Regions from separate parts of the Pan troglodytes genome. Here region 2 is linked to region 1. Evidence: chromatin contacts called from public HiChIP or PLAC-seq data. All regions are on one chromosome and are shown on one strand. The core of a region is the stretch at or near the end of the contact, and the rest is flanking DNA. Distances in the headings are between cores, read along the strand shown. Region 1 holds the start of LYPLAL1 (lysophospholipase like 1). Region 2 holds the start of TGFB2 (transforming growth factor beta 2).

The links. HiChIP or PLAC-seq counts read pairs in DNA pulled down with a chosen protein or histone mark.
Region 2: a contact with region 1 is called in an H3K4me3 HiChIP or PLAC-seq map of stem cell-derived excitatory neurons, with 12 times the contacts expected there. The contact joins the promoter of TGFB2 here to the promoter of LYPLAL1 in region 1. A contact is called at or near these places in 1 of 7 Hi-C or Micro-C datasets (stem cell-derived neural progenitor cells) and 1 of 1 datasets of contacts at active chromatin or transcription factors (stem cell-derived excitatory neurons).

Annotation. Positions count from the first base shown.
Region 1 is chr1:29,937,363-29,943,680 of NHGRI_mPanTro3-v2.0_pri, reverse strand. It overlaps LYPLAL1 (lysophospholipase like 1), which reads left to right and starts at 4,104. Exons shown (of 8, transcript NM_001246375.1): 1 at 4,104-4,216. The coding sequence starts at 4,126. LOC107970220 (a long non-coding RNA gene) reads right to left here and starts at 4,033. Exons shown (of 7, transcript XR_008537318.2): 1 at 3,701-4,033.
Region 2 is chr1:30,769,291-30,775,608 of NHGRI_mPanTro3-v2.0_pri, reverse strand. TGFB2 (transforming growth factor beta 2) reads left to right here and starts at 3,859. Exons shown (of 7, transcript XM_514203.9): 1 at 3,859-5,565. The coding sequence starts at 5,220.

The DNA.
Region 1 (6,318 bases), core at 2,855-5,354:
TAAACACTGACCCTGTAGCCTGCACCCAAGGGAGGAAAGTTCACTGTCCTCCTCTAGGGCCTACACACTGCTTTGGTGTGTATCATGTTGACTGTTAATAATCCAGCAGAGTAATCACTATCCATTCTCCAAGGCTGCGTTTGGTCTGTGTTTGAGGAGCTCATGTATTCCCCTACCCCTACTGCCAATGCCATCTCAGTCCATCTCACAATGCCCCAGGTGACCCATCTGCTCTAAAAAGAGAATGAGACCATGCACATCTAGTAGTAAGGTAAAGTAGAGGAATGACCCATATCTGTATCTGGAAAGACTGGACTGAAAAAGATTAAGGTCCCCAGAAATGAGGCAATGATTATGTTAAAGTTTATAATCTCATTTATAAAAAGTATAGTTTTGCTGTTTTGTAAGAATTCAGGACCTTTAAGTTTGTTTCTAGTTTTTCTTTCATGAATGGACAGGGGGAATGCATAAAAGAAATCATTTTGTTTATCTATGACAAAATGTTAAATTACCTAAAGCTGAAGCTGAAGCATTTTGTGCAATGTGTGTATATTGTTTATATATATATGTGTGTGTGTGTGTGTGTGTGTGTGTGTGTGTGTGTATGTGTTTCTCTCTCTCTGAATGATGCAACAGGTGAAAACTAACCAATAGAGAGGATATGGTTTGATGCTTAAGAATGAGCCAAACAACAAACGGGAAACTGTGTACTGTCTGCGTGACAAATGCAACTTCATTTAACTGTTATCATTTGAAAATACCAAATATACTAATCTTGTTCATTGTTTTTGTTTCTTTTTTGAGACAGAGTCTTGCTCTGTCACCCAGGCTGGAGTTCAGTGGTGAGATCTTGGCTCACTGCAACCTCTGCCTCGGGGTTCAATCAATTATTGTGTCTCAGCCACCGGAGTAGCTGGGATTACAGGCATGCGCCACGATGCTCGGCTAAGTTTTTTTGTATTTTTAGTACAGATGGGGTTTCGCCATGTTGGCCAGGCTGGTCTTAAACTCCTGGCCTGAAGTGAACCGCCTGCCTTGGCCTCCCAAAGTGCTGGGATTACAGTAAGCCACTGCACCCAGGCAAAATATACCAATCTTAATGGCTGAACTTTCAATTGCTTTTCTGTTTTGAAAACTAAGTGTGGCCTAAAGCATTTCTCAACACACTGAAGAACAGTAAACTAAACTCCGACTTTGCCATTTATATCGTTAGATCCTAATTGATATTGAAACCCTGCAAAACAGGAGAACTTTTTCTTTTTCTTTTATTTTGTTTACTTGCTTTTTTAAGTTTAGAACTGAAGTTACCAAAAGGAGGTGCATATAGATTGGCAGAAAGCAAATGAGTAGCAACAAAAAATAATTAGGAGCTATATAAAGAGTAAAAGAATGAATGAATAGGAATCTTCCAGTGATAATATTCCCCCACCTTCAATAGGGCAAAAGATCCACCACAAAAGCAAATAGTCATCTTGAAACTTAATTACATTTCAAAGTAGTACAGTAACATGAAAGGAACAAAACATTTTTGTTCAACAGTTTGCCTACCAGATGGGATCTCTAAATATAGGTAATCTAAAACCTTTGCTTGTCCTATAAACAAATAAAGATGAAAGGAATAGCAACAATAGCTAAGCATTTAAATCACTGGAAATAAAATAGCACTTTGGTTAAGTGTGGAAGAATCTGGCTCATTCTAATAATGAATCTGGGAAGGCTGGAGTTCTCAGTGAAATTCAGAATACAGAAGGTTGCTTCTGGTATTTACCACCTGCTTATCTACCTGTTTAAACTGGTAGAATAGTCGGAAGAACGAATCAGGAACTAATAGCAGTAGACTTGGGAAAAACTAAAGAAGCACAGGAACACCTAATAAATAGAGACTCTAAAGGGCCACAATACAAATTCCAGACTTTTGTTTTTGAAATAAGAGTTGGGACATGCCCTTGCTTTACTTCTGTGCACTCATGTGTAAATGTGGGTAATAGTTAAGAACCTATGCTCTAGAGTCAAGCCCAGCATGTGAATCCAGGTTCTACAACTGACTGGCACTATGACTTTGAGCCAGGTTCCTTACCTCTTTGAGCCTCATTGACAAAAGCAGATAGTAATAGTACTGAGTTTTATTGGAATTAATTTATGACAGTTTTTGGCACCTACTGAATCCCATGAATATTAGTTGCTTATTATTATTAATAATCATTACTCTTAAATAATTATATTCTGATTTTTTGCTGTCTCAAAAGCATGGGGTGGTGTACAGTAAGATTTTCAGGTAGTAAATGGAGTTCTAAGAGTAGAACTTAAAGCCTTCCCTGTATATCTCCAAGTGGTCTTTCCTAGTAGCACTGCCCTCTTCTCACCTGGCTAGGGAAGGTTATCTAGAACTCATATGGGGAAGGCAGGTCAAAAGACAGAGGTTTTTCTTTTAAGAATTGGCTATCAGAGCTCAGCCTACCCTAGTTTGTCCTCCTCAGGGACTTCACTTATACAACTCTCTGCTGCAGATCTATGGGCTTTGGAGAAATGACTCAGAATTTCTTTTTGATTTGGTTAACTAATGGCATGTAGGACCATTCTGGTTGATGGTATTGTTATTAATATAACACCATGATAGCTTAGAGCTGATTTTAGCAACTAATGTTGATAGTAAACAGTTTACTTACCTGGAAGTAGGGTGATTACCTGGAACAAATAAAAGGTAAGTTGTAATTGCTAAAATGTAATGCAGACTACAATGAATGGAAGGCCAGTGTTTAATGGTACTTAAGCTTTTACTGGGTTATTTTGTTGAATTTTACATGAGGCAAGAGCAACCTGCTGGGGCCACTGCCTTCAGTATTAAAAGATACCTATGTTTTGGCCTTTATAGAGGAAATAATTCCATTTCTTAGTATTTTTAAAATTATGGTAAAATACACATAAAATTTACTAAGTGTACAGTTCACTGGCAGTTATTAACACTGTTGTACAACCATCATCACTGTCCATTTTTAAAAATGTTTCACTATCTAAGCAGAAACTCTTGTACTCATTAAACAACAACCTCCCAACTCCCTCTTCCCTTAGGCCCTGGTAACCTCTAATTTCACTTTCTGTCCCTATGCATTTGCCAATTCTAGATATCTCATGTAAGTGGAATCATACAATTATTTGTCCTTTTGTGTCTGGCTTACTTCACTCGGCATAATGTTTTCAAGGTTCATCCATGTTGTAGCATGTATCCGAATCACATTCTTTTTACAGGCTGAATAATATTCCATTCCAATATGTACATAGCACATTTTGTTCATCTCTCCATCTGTAGGTGAACATTTGAGTTGTTTCCACCTTTTGGTACTTGTGAATAATGCTGCTATAGAACACTGAAGTACAAGTATTTGTTTGAGTCCCTGCTTTCATCTCTTTTGGGTATATACCTAGGAGTGGAACTGCTAGATCCTATGCTAACTCAATGTTTAACTTGTTGAGGAGCCACCAAATTATTTCTATTGCCGCAACATCATTTTACATTCCCATCAGCTATGCACAAGGTTTCTAATTTCTACACATCTTCACCAATACTTATTTTCTGTTTTTTTGATAAGAGCCATTCTAATGGTTATATAAAGCAGAATCTCATTAAATTAGATTTGCTTTGTGAACTATTTATTAAAAATAAGAGACACGAAGAGAACTTATTATTATATGCTTTGCTTACCCTGTATATCAAGAGCTGCAAACATCCTGTGCGAGTCCCAAAGTGAAAGGTAAAATATGGTTCTATCTATTAAATTTTAAACATAGTAACACTAATATTTCTCCAAATAAGGTAATCTTGAGTTTTGGGAATGCATTTAAAATTCCTACAGCAAATGCTCAGGATATAAACATATCCATTAGTCATTACAGAAGTCCACACGAGGCTGACACACGTAGAATACCATTATTAGCAAAACTAAACTCAGTACAGTTACAACTGCCTCAAACTTGACCCCAAAGTATTGAAAGCTCCTCAGAGAGCGGGCCAGCAGCGCTGCGCATGCGCGCTCCCAGGCGCGCTCCCGCGCGTGCCTGCGTATTTGCGTGCGCGGCCCCGCGCGGCAACGCAGGGGCGGAACCGCATGACTGGCAGTGGTATCAGCGATGGCGGCTGCGTCGGGGTCGGTTCTGCAGCGCTGTATCGTGTCGCCGGCAGGGAGGCATAGCGCCTCTCTGATCTTCCTGCATGGCTCAGGTGGATTTCAATTTTACGTCCTGGTTTTCTACAGCTCGGGAAACATCCTCCCCTCGGTTACCCCAGTATTGCCCAAGTGGAGGTGTCGCCGGGCCCAAATAGGGCCCAGTGGGTGGCTCCCCCGTCGCCAGCCCCGGCTGTAGATGCACGGGCAGCGCCACCTGCCCCCAGCCTCCCCAGTTAGTCTTCCTCTTTCTATCGGGCGGTCACTGGTCCACCACCCTCGCTTTGGGGCCTTGTGTCCCGCCGCTCAGCCAGCCCTCCATCCCCACAACACACCTCCCCATTCCTCGCCCCAAGTTTAAACAGAGCAAGTTAGTAAGGTAAGTCTTCTGCTAGGGGGAAATTGTTTAGTGTTTTTCATTATCAGCTACTAGTGATTTTTCAGTCGTAATTGCCCATTGCTTTTTCCAGGCTCCCATACTAATGTAGACAATTGAGATTCACAGTTAACTTAGATACTGTTTACAGATTATCTCTTTTCTGTAAGCCACTGTGCCATGGCTGGAGTGCTTTCTCTCACTTTCCTTTTTGCTGCTTCTCTTTCCTTCCTTTCCCTTTCCCGCCTGTGTCATTAAACTTCCAAGATAGACTACAGGGGCAGGACCCCCAGGGACAGGCATCTTCCACTGCCTGCCCTTAGTAACGTGTGCTTAATGCTGTATCGTTACTTAACACTCATCTGTAATCACTTTTGTCTGTCTTCCCCACTGGATTGTGAGCTTCCCACTGGATTATGAGAGTAAGGGCCCTTGTGTCAACCTTTGCACCCCCAGTGCTTGGCCCAGGGTAAGCTCTCAGGAAATGTTTTTTAAAGAAATGAGATGCAGCCGGTGTCCTCAGGGGGCCTACCTAAAGTTAAAAACAAAAACAATCCAATTAGTTTGAGTCAGCAGTGCATGGAAGATCACAAGACAGTGCATGGTTTCCTGCCAAGTGAATTGTAAGAGAAAAAAATGTGGTTAGGCATTATTAAGGCATTTGGAAGATGAAAAGCTTGTCAGACTTTTCGAAGAAAGTGGTCTTTGAGCCGAGACGGGTAGGCTTAAATGGGACGGTGATTGGAAGGGAATTGGAAAGGTACTGGGCAGAGACCTGGAAAAGGGCAATTGTGGGAGGTATTCTCTTTATTTTGAAAATGAGGCCAGACAGGTTCAGCAGCTTGGCCAAGGTCTCTTAGCTGTTACTGTGAGTAGTGGCGGATTTGGGATTAGAACCCAAAGCTCTTCGACCTCAAACTCAGGGCTTTGGTGGGGTAAGGTGAAAAAGTTCGAACTAGGATATATTGTTTTGGAGATAGGGAAGAAGAGGTCCAATAGTGTTTAAAGGGAAAGACTTGGCATATATTTAGAAGGTGACGTGTGTAAGATGACAGCGGTACTTAATAACTAGGAGACTGGTAGTACTATTTAGGGCTCCAAGAGTGTTCATTTATAAGTACCCAGAAATTCCCCAACACTGTACCCTTTCTCATAATCAATTCTCATTATCTTTAGGAAGAACTCCTAGACTATGTTCTTTTTTCCCCTGGACCTCTTTGCTTAAAATAACTATCCTTTTTTTGAATTTCAGATTACATTTTTATAACCTGTAAGGGTATGTCTCTAAAATTCAGAGTCATGTATGTATGTATTTTTTCCTTTGTACTTTGAACCAAGAATTTATTCAAAGAATTCTGCCAAGTATGCGAGTATAATGTGATTCCTATATATTTAAATCTCCACTGAAGTAAATAAAACCTTATTGGGAGTAGGTCTTTATCATCTTTATCATTGGGAGTAGGTCTTTATCATCCAGTAGGTCTTTAGCAGCTAGTGATTTTACATTCGACTTTAATGTATGTGGTTATGTTATAGGAGATGTTTGGTTTCTGCTTAACTAGAATATGGGCAAACCAATTCTGTTTTATCACACTCAGTTTTGCCATACTGTTAACCAGTTTTAACAGTTTTACTATGGAATAAGGTACTAGCTTTTTAAAAAGTGGACATTGTGAATGGATAGATGTTGTTTTGCAGCTGCATTCTTACTCTTCGAGGCTGAAAAAATGTTATTAAAGACAGATTTTGTGTTTTCAAATAAAAAACCTTAAAAGCTTGAGA
Region 2 (6,318 bases), core at 2,610-5,109, 830 kb before region 1:
GCCACTGTGAGACTGCCTCCCAAAGAAAGACTTTCCTGGAGAGCTAAAATTGTAGAGTTATGAGTGGCCCAAAAGCCACAAGCAGTAATCAATCAACTAATCATAATTCCAAAGGGTGAGATAATGTTCCCACAGTGTATCATTAGTGTGATGAGTTTATCTCTTTAAAGCCTCACAACCTGCTGATATGCTGTGGTTTTTCTTGGTCCTATCTCTTTATCATTTACCACCTCTGATCTCTTTAAACCCACCCTGTTTCCATTTTCCTCCCTGCCCATTGTTTCCTCATTTTTCCTTAACACTTCTTCCTTAGATTAACCTTTAAATACAAATGGAAATAATAATCGGATTATTTTTTGTAAGGAAACCACCTTTCTATTTCATTATTCATAACTAGAATAATGAAATAAAGCTGTTTATAGAAATGCATCTAGAACATGAGACAAAATTGATATAGACCAAACATTGTTCTTGAATAGTGGTATCAAATATAAAATTATAAATAAAATCTTAAAAGACTTTTGGTGTATTTTCATATTAAAGGGTTATTTTGCATTTATCAAGTATCACTATTTGGGGGAAAATGTAATCAATTACCGTCGTTCCATGTATTTCTTTTTTTCACCTCCTGATTTTTCATGCTTGAAACCGTTCTGGAAAGCTTCCAGAATTGTTACAAATGAAGTTATGCTTTGGTCAATGTTAGTAAGGACCTATGATCCATAGGCGTAAAACTCCAGGACAGGGATGAGTAGTTTTGTTTTCTTCAGCCTCTTGTAGAAATCCCACATTACTTAAGTGAATAGACACATTGATGAGTGGAGAATGGCTAAGAGTGGAAACAGCTCCACTCTCTACCTCTGTAATTTCAAAACAAAAGATTCCATTTGAGGGCTTTAATAAGAGACTTTAATCATGAATGCTTAACTGAACTTTGATAGTCATTTAGCATTTTATTCACCAAAAGTGTATTTTCTTGTCCTTCCCTCCTATAATTACTGGGGGCAAAATACCATAATATTTACAATGTGCCTACAGAAACTACTAGGAGGCAGAACTAGAAGCAAATTCTTCTTGGGTTCTTTCCTGGCTTTTCAGAGAGAGAGAGAGAGAAAGAGAGAGAGAGAGAGAGAGAGAGAAGGCCAGATATTTTTATTATAAATTCCTTGACAGAAATAAAGACATGATAGGATAAGAAACTCACAGAGTCAGTGAGTAACTTGTTCAGGATCACAAAGCCAGAAAGTGACAGAAATCTGAACCCAAGAAACCATGACTGGAGCCTGCCCTTTAAACCACTGTGCTCTCCTGCCTCCTTGAAGTAATCAAGATGGGTGTATATCATTTAAATACCCTTTTACCATGAAGACTGTAGAGACCCCGGCACATAAGACCGCCATTAAATATAGAGATGAAAAGGCATTATAAGAGTCATTTAATAGAAGAAAGGATTCATTTACGGTTACCAGGGAGACAGCTCTAGCAATCTTGCCTGTTAGGTCTTCAAAGAACTGATCATTTGAGAGGTGGAAAGGGGCTCCTCCTCTCCTGCTATACTCACTTACTGCACTTACCCATTCCAGAAGCTTTTACCAATACCTCCCGTCTTACCCTCCTGGGCTTTGGGGAAATTAAAGTAGCCTCTTATGAATAAGTCAGTGGTCTCAGGTCTAAGGAGATGTTAAGTGAGCAATAGGTACTCAGTAAACTAAGTATTATGAACAAAAGTGTATATGTCTATGTCAGGAAGAGGGGTGGCCATCAGAATTTATGGCTTGCGCTGTTTTCCTAGAAGTGATGTAAACGAACTTTTGCTACTCTATCCACACTCTAGTCTGAATCTACTTAAGGTGCATCAGTGTCTGTACCAAGAAGGTTGTCTATAAACATGAAAGATGCTCACTGGCTTGTGGAAGCTGAACCTGTATCCTCAGCAAAATATGGTGATAGCTAATTCAGGTAACCAGCCATATTCCACAGCAGCATCTTCTCTCAGTAGCTCTGGTTTGGAGCTCCTGCTCTGTGTCTATAATGGCCACAGGTGTAAGAATATTCACTTTTTGTCCAATCTGTAGAGCTAGCCTACTGCAGTTCTCAAACTGAACTCAGAGGGAGGACCTAACTGGATGAAACTACTAGTCTGACAGTAGCGCCTCTTGATTATCTTTTTCTTGGGCTACTGGGATGGTAGCTTTGCTTCAACTCAAAACTGGTATCAAGGAAAGGAACCTGCTGGTGCTGATTTATACATAATTTTTAGAATTATTCAGAAGTGGGTTGGAACAATTATTTTATTCCAGAGTTTTTCAATGTGTGATAATGGAAAAAATTCTGTATTCAAGGGAGTTTGGAAAATGCTGGGTTAAAAGAGTGAAAAGGTTTTCTCTTCTACAGGAGTTTCAGAGCCTTTAACATGATAATGTTCCAGAATGAGGAATCTAAGAGGACAGGAGAGTACCCAGTATTTCCCAAACTTGTTTGACTCCAGAATTCCTGTTTGTCAGAACATATTCTGGAACCATTGTTTCTCAGAAGTACATAGTAGGTAAGAACATAGTGGATCCTGACTGCAAAAATCCAGCTCTACCACTTACTGTGGTCTCGAACAAAGTACTTCACTTCTTTGTACCTCCGTCTCCTCATCTGCCAAATATGGATAATAAGACCCACTTTATAGGTTCATAGTGAAGATTAAATGACCATACACAACACACATCAAATTACTAAGTGTAGTATATGTTAGCTATTATTATTTTATTTATTCAGTGCTCTACTAATAACCTAGGCCCCATACACAACTAAAGTATAAATTCCAAAAGTGATAGAAAGTTCTTTGTGACTTTTCTGAACTAAGGAACATCTGAAGTAGAGAACAGTATAGAGATCTTGGGTTTGGGAGTACATTCAACAGAGTTTCCAGTTTAAATCATCTGTCTGGTCAGTATGGCTGCAGAGTCATGCCGAAATGAAAATGTTGACTTTGAGTAACTAAAGGTAAAATAAAAGAAAAAGGGAAGGTGGAACAGTGGTAAGAGTTATTCTTTTATTCATCTAATTTAGACTTAGTTGAAATTGAAAATGTCAAGTTATGAGTAGTGTAAAACAGTAGACATCAAACACTTAAAATTCCAGCTTCCTGGATTAATGCTACGGAAAGAATGAAGTTGGTTGATAATGTTTAGCCTAGCAAGAAGGTGAAGAAGAAAGCCATACAAGAAGTGGCTTAGGCAGCAAATTATAAAGGTGACCATTCATTCAAATCAGTAAAACAAACAAGTATACCTTATTCTTTAGGTAAAATTGATGGATCTCTGTTTTCCAGCAGTTCACAAACCGAGGGGTATATTGTAAACAACAAACTAACAAAATAAATTCTGGGATGGCAACCTGTTAAGGTATCCCAGAAAATAAGAGGTAGGACATGAATTTAAAAGATTGGAAGGTATGTCTTCAGGACTGGCCTGGCCCTGAGTAGACTAGTGCTCCCTCCCATACGGGTGTGTGTGCACACATAAATACAGGAGGAAAGCCTTCCCTTCTAGAGCAAGTGATTCAGTTTGGGAGGCTGTGACTGAGCTACACTAAGTAAAAACGGGAGACTTGATTGTCCTTCGACAGACCTGTCCAAAATGACTAGAAAGTAAATACCGTAAATCACTGTTGTCAGGGCGCACATTCCACCTCCTTCCTCCCTTCCCCACAGCTGTCCTCATTTCCACACCCCCTCAACGGTTCGGGGAGAGCTCGTGGTCTAAGTAACGAGAGGACTTCTGACTGTAATCCTAGCACGTCACTTTGTTGAAGGCAGACACGTGGTTCAGAGAGAACTTATAAATCTCTCCTCCCCGGCAAGATCGTGATGTTATCTGCTGGCAGCAGAAGGTTCGCTCCGAGCGGAGCTCCAGAAGCTCCTGACAAGAGAGAGACAGATTGAGATAGAGATAGAAAGAGAAAGAGAGAAAGAGACAGCAGAGCGAGAGCGCAAGTGAAAGAGGCAGGGGAGGGAGGGATGGAGAATATTAGCCTAACGGTCTAGGGAGTCATCCAGGAACAAACTGAGGGGCTGCCCGGCTGCAGACAGGAGGAGACAGAGAGGATCTATTTTAGGGTGGCAAGTGCCTACCTACCCTAAGCGAGCAATTCCACGTTGGGGAGAAGCCAGCAGAGGTTGGGAAAGGGTGGGAGTCCAAGGGAGCCCCTGCGCAACCCCCTCAGGAATAAAACTCCCCAGCCAGGGTGTCGCAAGGGCTGCCGCTGTGATCCGCAGGGGGTGAACGCAACCGCGACGGCTGATCGTCTGTGGCTGGGTTGGCGTTTGGAGCAAGAGAAGGAGGAGCAGGAGAAGGAGGGAGCTGGAGGCTGGAAGCGTTTGCAAGCGGCGGCGGCAGCAACGTGGAGTAACCAAGCGGGTCAGCGCGCGCCCGCCAGGGTGTAGGCCACGGCGCGCAGCTCCCAGAGCAGGATCCGCGCCGCCTCAGCAGCCTCTGCGGCCCCTGCGGCACCCGACCGAGTCCCGAGCGCCCTGCGAAGCGCACCCTCCTCCCCGCGGCGCGCTGGGCTCGCCCCCAGCGCGCGCACACACACACACACACACGCACGCACACACGTGTGCGCTTCTCTGCTCCGGAGCTGCTGCTGCTCCTGCTCTCAGCGCCGCAGTGGAAGGCAGGACCGAACCGCTCCTTCTTTAAATATATAAATTTCAGCCCAGGTCAGCCTCGGCGGCCCCCCTCACCGCGCTCTCGGCGCCCCTCCCGTCAGTTCGCCAGCTGCCAGCCCCGGGACCTTTTCATCTCTTCCCTTTTGGCCGGAGGAGCCGAGTTCAGATCCGCCACTCCGCACCCGAGACTGACACACTGAACTCCATTTCCTCCTCTTAAATTTATTTCTACTTAATAGCCACTCGTCTCTTTTTTTCCCCATCTCATTGCTCCAAGAATTTTTTTTTTCTTACTCTCCAAAGTCAGGGTTCCCTCTGCCCGTCCCGTATTAATATTTCCACTTTTGGAACTACTGGCCTTTTCTTTTTAAAGGAATCAAGCAGGATACGTTTTTCTGTTGGGCATTGACTAGATTGTTTGCAAAAGTTTCGCATCAAAAACAAACAACAACAAAAAAAAACCAAACAACTCTCCTTGATCTATACTTTGAGAATTGTTGATTTCTTTTTTTTTTATTCTGACTTTTAAAAACAACTTTTTTTTCCACTTTTTAAAAAAATGCACTACTGTGTGCTGAGCGCTTTTCTGATCCTGCATCTGGTCACGGTCGCGCTCAGCCTGTCTACCTGCAGCACACTCGATATGGACCAGTTCATGCGCAAGAGGATCGAGGCGATCCGCGGGCAGATCCTGAGCAAGCTGAAGCTCACCAGTCCCCCAGAAGACTATCCTGAGCCCGAGGAAGTCCCCCCGGAGGTGATTTCCATCTACAACAGCACCAGGGACTTGCTCCAGGAGAAGGCGAGCCGGAGGGCGGCCGCCTGCGAGCGCGAGAGGAGCGACGAAGAGTACTACGCCAAGGAGGTTTACAAAATAGACATGCCGCCCTTCTTCCCCTCCGAAAGTAAGTACTCATTTTGACTTCCATCCCCTGAGGTTTAGCTCTGCCCGGAGCTCTCAAAACCGCAGCAGCTCCCGGGATCGCCCTTCCCTCTCGCGGTTCCCGTTCGCTCTTTTCCCGTTCTCCTGTCCTTCACCCCATCCACCTCCTTTTCAGTTGTATGCCTGAGGCCATCAGGCTTTAAAATGTTTGCTTTCTACTTTATTTTCTCCATCTTTCCCTTCCCCCTAACAATTCGGTGCTTTAAAAGGCGTTATTCTCTTTTTCTCTTCCCTGAAGTTCTTTAGTCGGCCACCAGCTAGGAGTCAGCCCCACTCTGTCAAACTAGAGGTGCTCCCAGGGGCAGAGTTAAACTGAGGAATCTTGGTAGGTTTGTTTTCTTTGCTCCGATTGGCGTGGAGCGCGCCGAACTGGTGCACGAAGGGTTTAAAAAAAGTGTCTCAAAACTAGCCTCTCCGGAAGGCGCCCCCTTTCCGTGCTGACCTATCAGCTGGTTCCCCAAGCCTTCTCTATTGTCTCTAACTACCCTAAAAATGTCAGCATCGCCGAGACAAAACCCGGTTTGGACACCCCTCGAGAAACCTACCTGGCCCTCAGTCCTTGATGTATCGTTTGCTATCACTAGGTGTTTCATTACCCAAAGGCAAAATCCTATAACCACGTTCCCTTTTCACTTAATCTGGAGTGTAGAAAGGACAACTCTGTTTCTGACTGTGTTTTAAAAGGTTTTGTTCACGTTATTTTTCAGAATACACT